Linked DNA regions of Triticum aestivum: region 2 is linked to region 1. Evidence: chromatin contacts called from public Hi-C data. All regions are on one chromosome and are shown on one strand. Each heading gives the region's core, a stretch centred on a gene start, on an enhancer-like site or on the middle of the called end of the contact. The rest is flanking DNA. Distances are from core to core; before and after follow the strand shown. Region 1 holds the start of LOC123119883 (mitochondrial import inner membrane translocase subunit TIM22-3). Region 2 holds the start of LOC123119884.

Region 1 (6,353 bases), core at 2,638-5,137:
TCTCAATTAAAGATCAGCAAAAAAGACTGAGTAGTACACATTACATGTATAACAACAGACTCGCACAACAAGATGAACATTGAGACGAACTTTACGACTCGAGGTAAGCTGTCCAGATGCCAAACTTCCATGCACACGACCACTCATACCCCGTTCATGGATGCGACTATTCATCACTGTTGGCATCACTTTTGGGAGGGAGGCGAACGCACTCCTTTCTCTGCCCCTAACTAATGCACACCGCAAAACAAACATTGGTCAAACCGATCCTAAGGATGGCTTCACTTTTAGAACAAAAATTGGTGGTAATTTAAAATCTTATAACCATATACCAAATATATGATCGATTCGATTGAAATTGAGCTGCTTCCGAAACTCGTGCCATGACAACAAACATGGCCGCCATGGCAACCTTTTTGAAAACGCTCCCATGATAGTAACTTATGCTGCTTTCCTAGCTCCATGCCCCTCCCTCCTTACCTGATCGTTGTAACAACTGATTGCCCGCGATGGCCACCTGTCAGACGGGATGAATGACCATTGCCTTAACCGGCTCGAGGAATTTGTGGAGAGATTTGAGACATGGTTTCATCCAAGTACAAATCCACTTCTTTTTTTACTAATTGGATTCGTGGTTTGGGTGAGTTGATGGATATATTTGTCCTCTTCCTCATTTTCTCGTGCATATATGGGATATTTTAAGAAATGAGGAACCACACCAATCCATCTTGAATTTGGTGGTTAAACTCTATTGTGGTGGCGATACTCTTGGGGAGGTCCTGAGGTAAAATAGCTCATTCAGTCGTGTCTCATAGGACTAAAAAGAGTCCATAGATACCAATAAAAATAAATAGATACTCAAAAGAGTAGCCAACTATCACACCTAATTGCTGTTATGATTGGTTAATATGAATGTGAATACAACCAAATAAAGGTTGTTAATCCATAACCCTTCGAGCGAAATATAGCAATAGGAAGGAAAATCCATGGACCGACCCCATTGTCTCCACCCCGTAGGAACTACAAGATCACCCCAAGGACACCTTCGATAGTTCCTCGTATATATATATATATATATATATATATATATATATATATATATATATATATATATATATATATATATATATATATATATTGACACTAGAGATATGGTAATATGGAGAAGACAAAACTTGTTTGAAGCACGCACAAAAACCGAAAAAGCACCTCTTGATTCAAAGAGAGGAGGACTGGTTATTCACATTTAATTTGATGGTCAGAGACCAATTGAAAGCTTTCCCGTCGATCTTGTTACCCTAGGAGACTCCTAGGCGCGGTAGGAGTTCCCAGCAAGAAAACTGATCTGTGATCTGCCCTAAAGTTTGTAGATTTGGAGACCACCTCAAGATCTAGCATGAGTGGTTGAGAATAGCTTTTGTTGTGATATAGGAGTATCAAGGAGAAGAAGGCGAGCCTTTGTGGTGTTGGTCTTCCTTCATGGAATTTCCACCTCTCCAACAGTGACTAACCCCCTTCCAAGGGACTGAACATTGGGGTACATCTTCTTGTTCGCGTTTCTTTTATTATCCCAAATTTTTGCAACCGCAAAACATTTTTTTCTTTAGCTTTGAGACACCCTAGCCATACAAGCCCCTATGGGTATGTAACTCATTCCCCATTATCGGAATAATCTCAAGGGGAGAGGGCTAGAGCTCTAGGAGTGAGCCATAGTTTGGATTCGAGGAGTTATTCTCGCCCTCAAAATGATGATGCGAGGAGTGCCTCGGTGTTGAGTTACTCGTCTACGGAGATTTTGCCATGACCCAACTTGATGCTTGAACCCCCCTCGACACCTCTCCTAACATAGGTTAGGTCGCGCTTCAACAAGTCGATTGAACCTATTAAAAAACAAGTTGAGGCGTCGACTGTGTTTTGGCACAACGATCTTTGGTATAAGGTCGTCAGACCAATCCCATGTTTGTGATTGTCTTGACTATGTTATGGGAGATACCCCATATCTTCGCTGTTTATACGAAACAACACTCGCATTGCGAAGGAATCAAGAGTTTGCATAAGGTCTGCATATCACCTTCTACATGCCAAGACCTACCTTGAGCGAGGTTTGACCTTTGCGCTCAATGAGACATAGTGGGATAAGTTGGCTTGCACTTGGTGGAACCGTTGTGGCAACACAACCGAGGCCAAGCCTTTGTGGTTGGAAACCTCCATGAATGAGGAATAAGATAATGCCAACACATTGGTGAAACAACATTGAGCTCCTCTATGTTTACATCTCATCGGAGCCGAGCTAGGAATAGCCATTAATAGACACCTACCACTTTCCCAATTAGTGTGTTTAAAGAGATTGGAGGAACTCTTCCTGGTCTACGTATCCAAAGATATTGGTAATTAGAGTTTTAAGAGTTTGGTCCTACTCTCCATTTTATTCATAGCAAGGAAGAGCAGTTCAGCCACTTGCTCTTTGGTCGCATCAGTTGAGGTTTGCTCTGTCTAGATCAGTTAAAGAAGAGATGGTATCTTGCTTGTTTCAATTATTTGGGCTCGCCATCAATAGATACAGGTTTTTCTTCCGCTTTAGCCCAATTGACCCATTTATCTTACAAAGGGTGAAGCCACTAACAAATACTTATAGAGGGATTGCGAGATGAGATAACAGAGTGATCATATTGTTTTCACAGTAGTCGTGTCTCATTCATATAACAAAGGTGAAGATACGAGCCACATAGACACCGACTTGACAAAACCGAACAATAACAGAACGCTAGCCTTTACACAAAAGACCATCAACCAAGAAAGAAAATTACAATCAAGATCGATGAACCCCTGTGCATGACTCCACTACCTGTCACCTGCCTACGGCACCACCACAGCCGCCGCCAAAGGAAAATACGACGAATCACCCCTTCAGCCGAGCCCGATGTGTCTCCGTCGCTAATATGAAGCTTCACGGGCCTCCAAAGTGTCTTACCAAAGGCATATCCATTACAGTTGAAAGAATGTGACCGAGGTAGCACCCGGATACGCCATCGAACTCTAGATCTGGACCCTGCACGACAAAAATACTGGAGGATGAGACCATACCTGCCAGCCATCAACCACGCCTAGCACACGATTCGTCTTTCGGATGTCGTCAATGCAAACCACTATCTGCATCCGTTTCTGGACCGTGTCCCAAGTACCATGCCTCTACAGAGAACACATTTCAACACAGCGATGCTGCCATCGTCACGACATCCCCGCTTAAAGAGGCTAGTCGATCGCCTCGCCGGGAAAAATCAGGAACTTTATTCAGTGCCACCGTTATCGTCGCCAAAGCCAAGACGTCGGACAAACCAAAACCTAAAACTACAAAATCCACATGAGCGGGATCCGGCGCCCCCCTCACCATCGATGATCGAGAGGTCATCGACGAGCCTACATGTATTTGTTCCACTGCAATGATGCATTAGAAGCAGAGATTCACGCTACGATGCAGGGCATGGCGCTAGCCCTGCAACACACGGAACTTCCGGTCGTCATTGTGCAGTCAGACTCGTCCATGCCCTAACTATCTTCTGTGATGGGTCACTAGTTCGGACTTCATATGGACATTTGACATTGGAGATTCTAGCCATACGAGAGGTCGGGAGTTTATTTCGCAAAATCTTCATCATTCTCAGAATATAGTGGCAGATTGTTTAGCGAGATATAGTCATACTGAATGTAGCACTGGTGTTTGGCTACACAGAGAGCCTCCATGTACCGAGGAATTCTCGCCTTTGCAATGTAACTCTATTTTTGAAATAAACTCTTTTTCTCCCCGAAAAAGAAAAAGTGGAGCCGTCGGAACATGACCCTGTCACGAGAGGAAAACGCATTGCTCGCATTGCACGGGCAAATAGCTGAATCTTACGAATACAAGTCCCACTGCCACTGTACCCGTGACGAGCTGCTGCTGCTAAGGGACACGCGCGCGCGCGTACACGCGAACAGCAGTGTCACGAGCACGACCGACGGCCATGGCGAGCGGCGACCCGAAGCCGGACGAAAACTACTCCTCCGATGGCGGTGACACCACCGACGCCGAGTCCTCCGACGAGTCCCCGCATCAGCCGCGGAGGGGCCCCCGCGCCAACCCCATACTGACGCGCCTCTCCGTGTCGCGGAATCCGAGCCCGCTCTCCGCCGCCACCGCGGCGCCTGGGGTCTGCCTCCTCCGCTTCGCCTGGGAGTCGGCCGCCGGTTCCCTCGTCGGCGCCGTCGTTGGATATGGTAACACCCCGTCCCTCCACCTCCTCGTTCGGCTCGACACGTCCGTTAGGGTTAGGGCTCTGCGATCTTTGGTCCTGGCTGGCTCCCTTTCTATTCTAGGCCTCTCGTAATTTGATAAGGTTTTTGACGGGCAGGAGATGAGATTTGATTATATTCGATAAGGTTATGTCTTAAGGTGTTTGTCTAATCTGTTTCATGCAGCTGATTATAATTACATGTTCAGGACAGTTGAACTTGTAGCAATTTTGTTGAATTTGTGTGACACTGGCACCGAGGATCGTGGAGTAAATTGTTGATGGATTTTACAGTTAACCGCAAATAATTATTCCTCATGAACAATCACGTGGTTACTTAGATTGAAACATGTGCGAAATTTCTCAGAAATGTTGGCAAAACCAAATTTTTTGTGCTCCGTTTATACTTGATTTAAGGCCTGGCTGCATGCATACGTACCTATCTGGAAGCTGCAGTATGTGTTTATTCCTTGCAATAAAATAAAATTACTTGCTAATGCTGCCAAATGAAAAAATTGTGACAGAACATGTGCGGGTTTTCTCAGAAAATTTGGTAGATAACTTCCTTTTGGCTCACACAAACATACCAAACTGGATATGGACACACTTTCAACTCATATGTTTACTGTGTTCATACAACTTGTTATGGACTAAGAACTAAAGTAAAAGCAACTCACAAAGAAACAATGGAGTTACACACCTAGCTCAGTTTTTGGTTGCTAATCTGTTACCAGTGGTTTGGGCACAGAAATAGGTTCACGCACACGCCTAATTTTAGAATACAATATTTGGATTTTGTGTCTCACTGTCATCCATAGAAGTTTTTGGATGCCCAAAATCCAAAGCATGTCAATTGTCAAATCTGTTTTACCTTGACCTGGTGATTAATTGGTAGATTAGATGGTCCCGACGTTGCATTCTCATGCAGGGTCTTTCTTAGTAAAGGAGGCATGTATGGAGCTTGGCGGCGGCTGTTATCATGTTAAGTTGCTCGCCATGCATGGGTGATACTTAACTACTGGTCTAATTTTTTTATAAACAAACCAATTACTGCTTTGTGCACTCCACCACTGACAGTCAGGCTGAGGCCCAATGAACCTATCACCAACTAAATGCCGCCTTAATTTGCGGATAACAAAAATAGCCTATCTAGCTACGGCCGTTACCACCTTGAATATAACAACGTAGATCTTTTATGGAATATGGTAGTGAATCTGGTGGTCATGTCAAATCAATTCAATCATTTAATGCTACCTGTAAATTGGAATTGGTTCAGCCTTGTATGTTTATTGTGCACAATATTTTTGTTTGGCATACGTGCTGTCAGGCTGCCCTGCTGTGTGTCATCATTCTATTCAAAACACAACAATTATCTCTTTGTTATGTTAACTATATCTGGTGACCTTTTAGGAAAAGGTTTGGTTACTACAAAAGGGTTTAAAGGCTCATTTGCTGACGCTGCCTCTTCTGCTAAGGTATGATGATACATAGTTCATTGTTGGATACCAATGTTCACTTCATTTGTAATAGATTTTTCTCTGTTAACCATCATATTGAGAATTATTTCTGTTGTTCTAGATATTTGCTGTTCTTGCCGGCGTTCAAAGCTTGGTTTCTTGCTCTTTGAGAAAGCTACGTGGCAAAGATGACGGTCTGTCTTTGATGCCCCCTTTAAGATTGCGCTGCTAGCCTGCTACCTTTTTTGAAGTACTTAGGGTGTATAAAATTAAAATGACAAGGATGACCATTGACTTGTGGATCTTTTGTCTGCAGTTATTAACGCAGGAGTTGCAGGCTGTTGCACTGGCCTTGCTTTGAGTTTTCCAGGTAAAGTTATAGCAATGCAATTAATAGCTGGAACTATCTAAATTTACACGTTGTTCCTGGATACCTTGCCCAAAGACTATGGTTTTGACATAGTTTAATGTAGTTTAACAATAAGTGTGAGAATGATTTGCCTGTTTTGTTCTAGTTGCCTAGTGTGCATATTTGGATAAAAGATCTTACCTGATTGGCAACCCCAGTGTTGGCTGCAAACGTGTGCTAGTGTCATGGTGGTTTCTGGACTTGGGATTTGCTTTGAGA
Region 2 (5,871 bases), core at 1,728-4,227, 850 kb before region 1:
GACACGGAGCATACTGCTGCTCCTACATTGTGGGGATAGCGCGGTTGCAGTGCCCGTAAGGCAGAGAATCTGGGGGATAGCTCGGCGCGGTGTTCCGGCGCGGCCAGCGAGCATCAAGGTTCCAGCTTCAGGGAGACAACTCGGGACTGTCGGTTCCGCTTTGCCGCCCTCACAAACACCACTGATAGGCAAGATGGTGCCCACCATGGCCTCCGGACTTCTTGCTCCCCTTTCAGGCAGGCAACTGTGGATCAAATTAGCAGGAGTCAGACAGAGCAATCTTCCAAGTGTGGACACACAACCAATGGAGTATGATGTTCATCTATCAATAAAATACAACAGATCTACGTATTTGAATCATGTCAAATTCATTTATGCAGCTCATTTACACCAAACCAAGATGCTGAAAAGAACCGATCTATATATTAGCATCATAAACTTGCGGCCAAAAAATGTATTTACTGATGAAAGCTAACAGAACAGAAAGCAAATTGGCAGCTGAACCGTGCTGGCACAACTGTTTTCCACAAGACTCAGCTCACACTCTAAGCTTTCACTAAGCTTTTATGTAGCATGAAGAGGCAATACCAACTAATTGAGCTTGAGCTCAAAAAGAAAAGAGCAGTGGTGAGAGAAATAGGGTTGCACTCCGATTGACTGCATGGTGCATCATACAGTCAAATGAAAACTAATGAGCAAAATATGAAAGAAACAAGTACTGAAATGGTTATCACAGTAGCAGAGATGATTTATAGATGCTCTCAAGGAAGAAACAGGAATATACCAACCTTTAATGCGCCTCAACTCTTTGCACAATGTGATAAAGTCTCCCCATTTCATATGGCACCGCCTGATAAACCGCAGAATCTGCTCGGTAGTAAACATCGACAAGCTCTCCAGATACTCTCCATTGACACTATTTTCTTCAAAAACTTGTCTGTAGCCACCAAGATTTATCTCTTCAAGCCACAAGCCGACGTCCTGAAAGAAAACAATAACCTTATTAGGTGAATACCCTTTAGCTTTTGCGTCTGACAGTGGTTCAAATTTAAATCAGAAGACAGATGGGTAGCAAGATCAGTTAGAACAAATGCAGACAGTCAAACATAAAGAATGAATCAAGAAAGAAATTTAGAGTCAATGCCCTTTAAGAGGGTTGAATGAAATGCCTATCTAAATTTAAAGCGACCAAACCCAGATCATACCATTGGCTACTGGTGATTATGAAAAAATAATGCAGATCCAAATTCAGTAACCAACTTGTGGGCATGTCAAACAAGCATACAGCTGTGAGCACGCAGAGCACCAAGATGGTCCACTCCAAAGAAAAATAAAACAGCACCAACAATTCCCAACCTTCATTTTTTCCCACAAAATCGTGTTGCTTAGTTTGGGAAAACTTCCTAGCATGGCTATTTTACCAACTAAACTAGCTGCCTTGTGAAGCAATTCTAGGAGTGATTGTAGTTTTGTAGTGTAGTCTATCATTTTAGTGAAATAGAGCTAGGATTGCCGGGCAGAAGTCATCTAGCCAATTTTTCACTCCATGTTGCCAGTTTTTCAGAAGACAGGAGCGCCTTAAAGGTGCGAAAGAAATGATCATTCAACAAGGCAATCTTTTTTCCTAAATCCAAACAATACATAGCAATTTAACGAAGAATTCGGAACTCATTATGCTAAAATTTAGGAGCTAGTTTGAAATCTTACCAATAGAACGAAAAGGTAGAATACGTCCCAAACGACATGGCATAAAAAACCGTTCCCAGGGATCTAAAGTTCATCTCATCAAAGTTAAGACCGGCTTCATCCAAGTATCAAACACAACACGTGGTCAATACAAGACACGCCAAAGTAAGGCTCAATTATAGCCCAATCCCATTCTGGCTCAGTGCCAGGCCTGAGTACAATGCAGCCTGGGAAATGTTTCGGAAGTGATATATAGTGCTCATGGTCGGAAGAGTATCACTTGGTTACTCAAATTGTTGATATTGATTTAATTATTTGCCATGATGACAAAGCAAAGGGGAACCAAGTATCACTCTCACGACATGAGCTCACCATACCCCCTCACTATGTACTTCTAAGAGAATGGGCCAGGACATACGGAGAGGTAGTTAGGTACTCACGAATATTTATCTTTTGCATAAAATTGAGTAGAAACCACCATCAAGCATCACAACAGATCATCAAACGGATTCCAAATAGTGGACTAAATTATCTCAAGAAGGGTTGAGGACAAACAAGATGAAACTAAAGAACTAAAACACTGCCCACAAAATCGATAAAGCGTTGTAGGGGCAAATTTGTATGAATCCAAAGAAAGAATCAGACTGTTAAAGCTCCTAGGAATGTTTACGAAGTAAGCTGCAGAACGAAAATACAGTGAATTTCAACAAAGTTGGCAGTCAAGTAACGACGGAAACAGAAGAGGAAAACCACCGTCACTACAGATTAGCACCTCGACAGTCCATATGAAGAAATCAAGCGGCTCCGGAGACCTCCCACGGCTCATCTCCCTCCTCCCGTCAGCCAACCCCACTGCAAGACCCAACCCAAGGTTCAGTGTCAGATCTAGATGGTGTGGCGCGTGCGCACCGGCGCACCCAACATTAGCTCAAGTTAGTTCAAGACTAATAATTCCTTGATGAATAACCAAAATCCCATACCGAAAGAAACGATGCCCGAGATCGCGGACGGGGTGGAGACGGCAGGGACGCGACGGGAGTAGAAGGGGAACGGCGATGGAGTCGAGATGAGCGTGAGAGGCGGAGCGGTTGGGTGGGTGAGGCGCGGCGGTGAAGCGAAGCTACTGCACGACGGGAGATATAGAGCACGGTGGTGGTGGACTGTAGGAGAGGATTGGAGCTTGAGTAGAGCAGAGCAGGAGAGCAGCGTTGGGGAAAGAGGAAGGGATCGATCGGGGTGGGAGGAAGAGGAAAGCTACGGGAGTGAGGATAGGAAAAGTCAGCTGCTGCACAGAGATGGATTGTGACGGCTGGGATCGTTTGGCCGACATGATTGGTGGTAGACGTTGGGGATATTCACTGTTTTTTTTTCGCGAATACGCAAAGATTGGGTATCATTCCATTATTAGAGTCCAGAGTAAAATGAAGCCTCATCAGGCGTTTGGATTCTTGACCGTCGGATCTCGCTCCCGAACAAATCCTCTCCGTCGGATCTCCAGATGAACAAATCCAGGTCGTCGGATCTCGCTCTGGAGTGACCAAGGCCGTCGGATCGAACCGAGCTGCCACCGCGTGTAATTTTCAGAGCTCGCAGAGGGCAAGGGTGGAATTTCACGTGTGTGTGTGTGGCTGGTGTGGATGGCTGGGTTTCACGTATGGGTGAGGAGGGTTCCCGATTGGTTGTAACCGCGTCGGCCTCCTCTCCTCCTCTCCTCACTTCCCCCTTCCTTTTTCTCCTTCCCTAACCCTAGCTCTCTCTCCAACATGTCGCCGACGCTACCCGTCCTCCCTTGCCCTCGCGGTGCAGCAGGCGAGGGCGGCCCTGAACCAGGCGCCCCCGACGGGCGGCGAGGAGGCGAGGAGGGGCGCCTCTGCGAGGCCCCCATCGGCGCCGACGGCGGGGCGGCTTGAGGCACGAGGCGCAGCACGAGGCGAGGGCGCGCGCGCCGCGGAGGAGCAATAGGAGGAGCGCGAGGGCGAGCAGCGTGGCGTGCGCGGCGGCGGCCTCCGTGAGGCTCGCTCTCACGTCCACGCGCGCCCGCGATTTCCCCCTCCCTGCTTCTGCCGTCGACGCGGGTCCTCTCCATCAGCCCCCTCTCGCCGCCCCCGACACCCCTTCTCCTCTAGCGCCAGGAGGGAAGGACCCACTTCCTCGTCCAGGTGAGCCCCCCGTCGGCCGCGAATTCCTCTGGTTTCTCTGTTGTCTCCGGTTATCTCTGAGTAATCTCGTGCTTTCCTTTTCTTGGGGATGATGCAGTTCTTGACGGACAAGGGGGTCATCCCAACACCCGAGGAGTAGGAGACGAGGGAGCAGGTCATCCGCGAGCTCAAGAAGGTATTGGGACATGGAGATTCCGGCTTGGAAAAATCGGATATTGCAGGCATGTGCGTCAGGCTGGAGTTCCTGATTTGTTCTGTTTTCGCTTCTTGCTCTTGCAGATTGTGACGGATTGGGCCAAGGCGGTGGCGTGTGAGGAGAGGGTTCCCCCGAGGCGAGGGACGGCTGCGGTCCTGACCTATGGTTCTTACACGTTAGGGGTAAGCAAGAACGCAAGATATTTGCAAATGTGTGGCCATGGTTTCTTTGAATATTTGCGAAAATGATTGTTAGTTTCATGCAATTTGGAGCCGCTGTACATGTGAATCAAAACCTACTGGCAGCGTTTTACTTACATTTTGATTTTACATTTTCTATGGTCTTCATATACAAGACGAATTTAAAACGACATCTCATTTAAACTCCTATAAGATCAACATATGCATCTGCAATTGATGAAGTTTCATAGGATTGGTGGACTGGTCTAGGTAGAGAAGTAGAGTAGATAATGTGCATAGCTCTTTTGCCGCAGTTAATATATGATTGATTAATTGCCACATGAGAGATTACCAAAGAACAAACCTCTCTGTTACTTCATTTACGTGATCCTCTTAGCAGCACACAAGATGTCTGATGTAACATGATTATTTTTAGGCATAGCTCAACTTTTGAAGGACATTGTTCATTATAATGTTTTCTAAGTATTAGTTTTCAGGGATGATTGTAGCTGGATCCAGTCTGTAGTTGTTCTTGGAGACATACTGAGTTCATCCATCCCACTAATTAACTAGAGCAAGTTGAGCCAAGATATAGAAGTTATTTGTTCTTGCTTGCTTTTTCTTATGTTTATATTCAGGCCTAACTTCACCAATCTGTTGTTCCTTTATTTTCTAACTCTTATATGTATATATTTTTCTTCAGGGTTTGGACATCAATGCTATATTTCTCAATTTTGTGGCTTTCGTACCATTCTCATTGGGAATGATTGTCCTGTGTGATCTATCATGGTTATTCTCTTCAGCATCCAGTCCTATGCTAGCAAGAGTGATGACACAAGTGGATATGCCAAGCAAATATGTCCTGCTTGGATCATATATGCTTCTGTAACAACACTGATTCAGGTAGACAGTTATAAATTTACTAAAAAAAGAAATAAGCTTTCTATACACTGATAAATAGAGCATTGGTGCACTCGCTCAATTCTGAAATTATTCATATTTATGGCTTAGTATAGTATACAAGTGATTTTTATCTGATTCAAAACACTACACTTTGTTGCTGTTGCAATCAGCATAATGGTCTTTCTTTTAGATATTATTGAAGCTGTCTAAACAACATGTGCTTTTGCGGATACAGATTGATACCTCCTGTTAATTGGCTGGTGGCAGTGGCGACGCATCAAGGTGCAAGGTAGCGGCAGCAAGTTCATACTACGGGAAAGGAAGATCTCCTACTATTTTTTATGCTCCATGACATAGGTGAGCTGCCACTTTCTTCCCACATGTTTGTGCTGATCAAGTAACGCCCAGAATAAATTGTGATTGCGATTAGTATCTATAGATATTGGCCATTGGATTAGTATCTGTAGATATTGGCCATTGGCTACATTTGTCAGTACTATCATTCTACTCGCTTATGTAGCAGCCACTAATGTGGTTCTTTGTTGCTTCTTTGCAGATATTTGATTAAGTCAAAGGCAACAGGACTATCTGATATGTTATCGACGTCTAAAACCCATCTTAAGTTTTGTATCTTATTGATTCTGTCATTTACTCTGGTAAAAAGTGTTAATGATGGAGAAATGGGTGAGTTAAATAATGCAAACCAGCAAACAAAATGTTGTTTCCACACAAAAATTGCTTTGCTTTA

Evidence for each region. A called contact is a pair of places that touch in the nucleus more often than the background predicts.
Region 2: a Hi-C map of leaf shows a contact between it and region 1, with 4 times the contacts expected there. The contact joins the promoter of LOC123119884 here to the promoter of LOC123119883 in region 1. A contact is called at or near these places in 2 of 5 Hi-C or Micro-C datasets (both in leaf).

The regions. Positions count from the first base shown.
Region 1 is chr5D:130,675,668-130,682,020 of IWGSC CS RefSeq v2.1, reverse strand. LOC123119883 (mitochondrial import inner membrane translocase subunit TIM22-3) reads left to right here and starts at 3,887. Exons shown (of 5, transcript XM_044539846.1): 1 at 3,887-4,254; 2 at 5,679-5,743; 3 at 5,847-5,919; 4 at 6,042-6,095. The coding sequence starts at 4,002.
Region 2 is chr5D:131,527,487-131,533,357 of IWGSC CS RefSeq v2.1, reverse strand. It overlaps LOC123119884, which reads right to left and starts at 2,977. Exons shown (of 4, transcript XM_044539847.1): 1 at 2,667-2,977; 2 at 2,459-2,538; 3 at 789-981; 4 at 1-244. The coding sequence starts at 2,512. The coding sequence ends at 114. It overlaps LOC123124483 (a long non-coding RNA gene), which reads left to right and starts at 3,970. Exons shown (of 5, transcript XR_006461092.1): 1 at 3,970-4,020; 2 at 4,125-4,223; 3 at 4,924-5,123; 4 at 5,359-5,480; 5 at 5,680-5,845.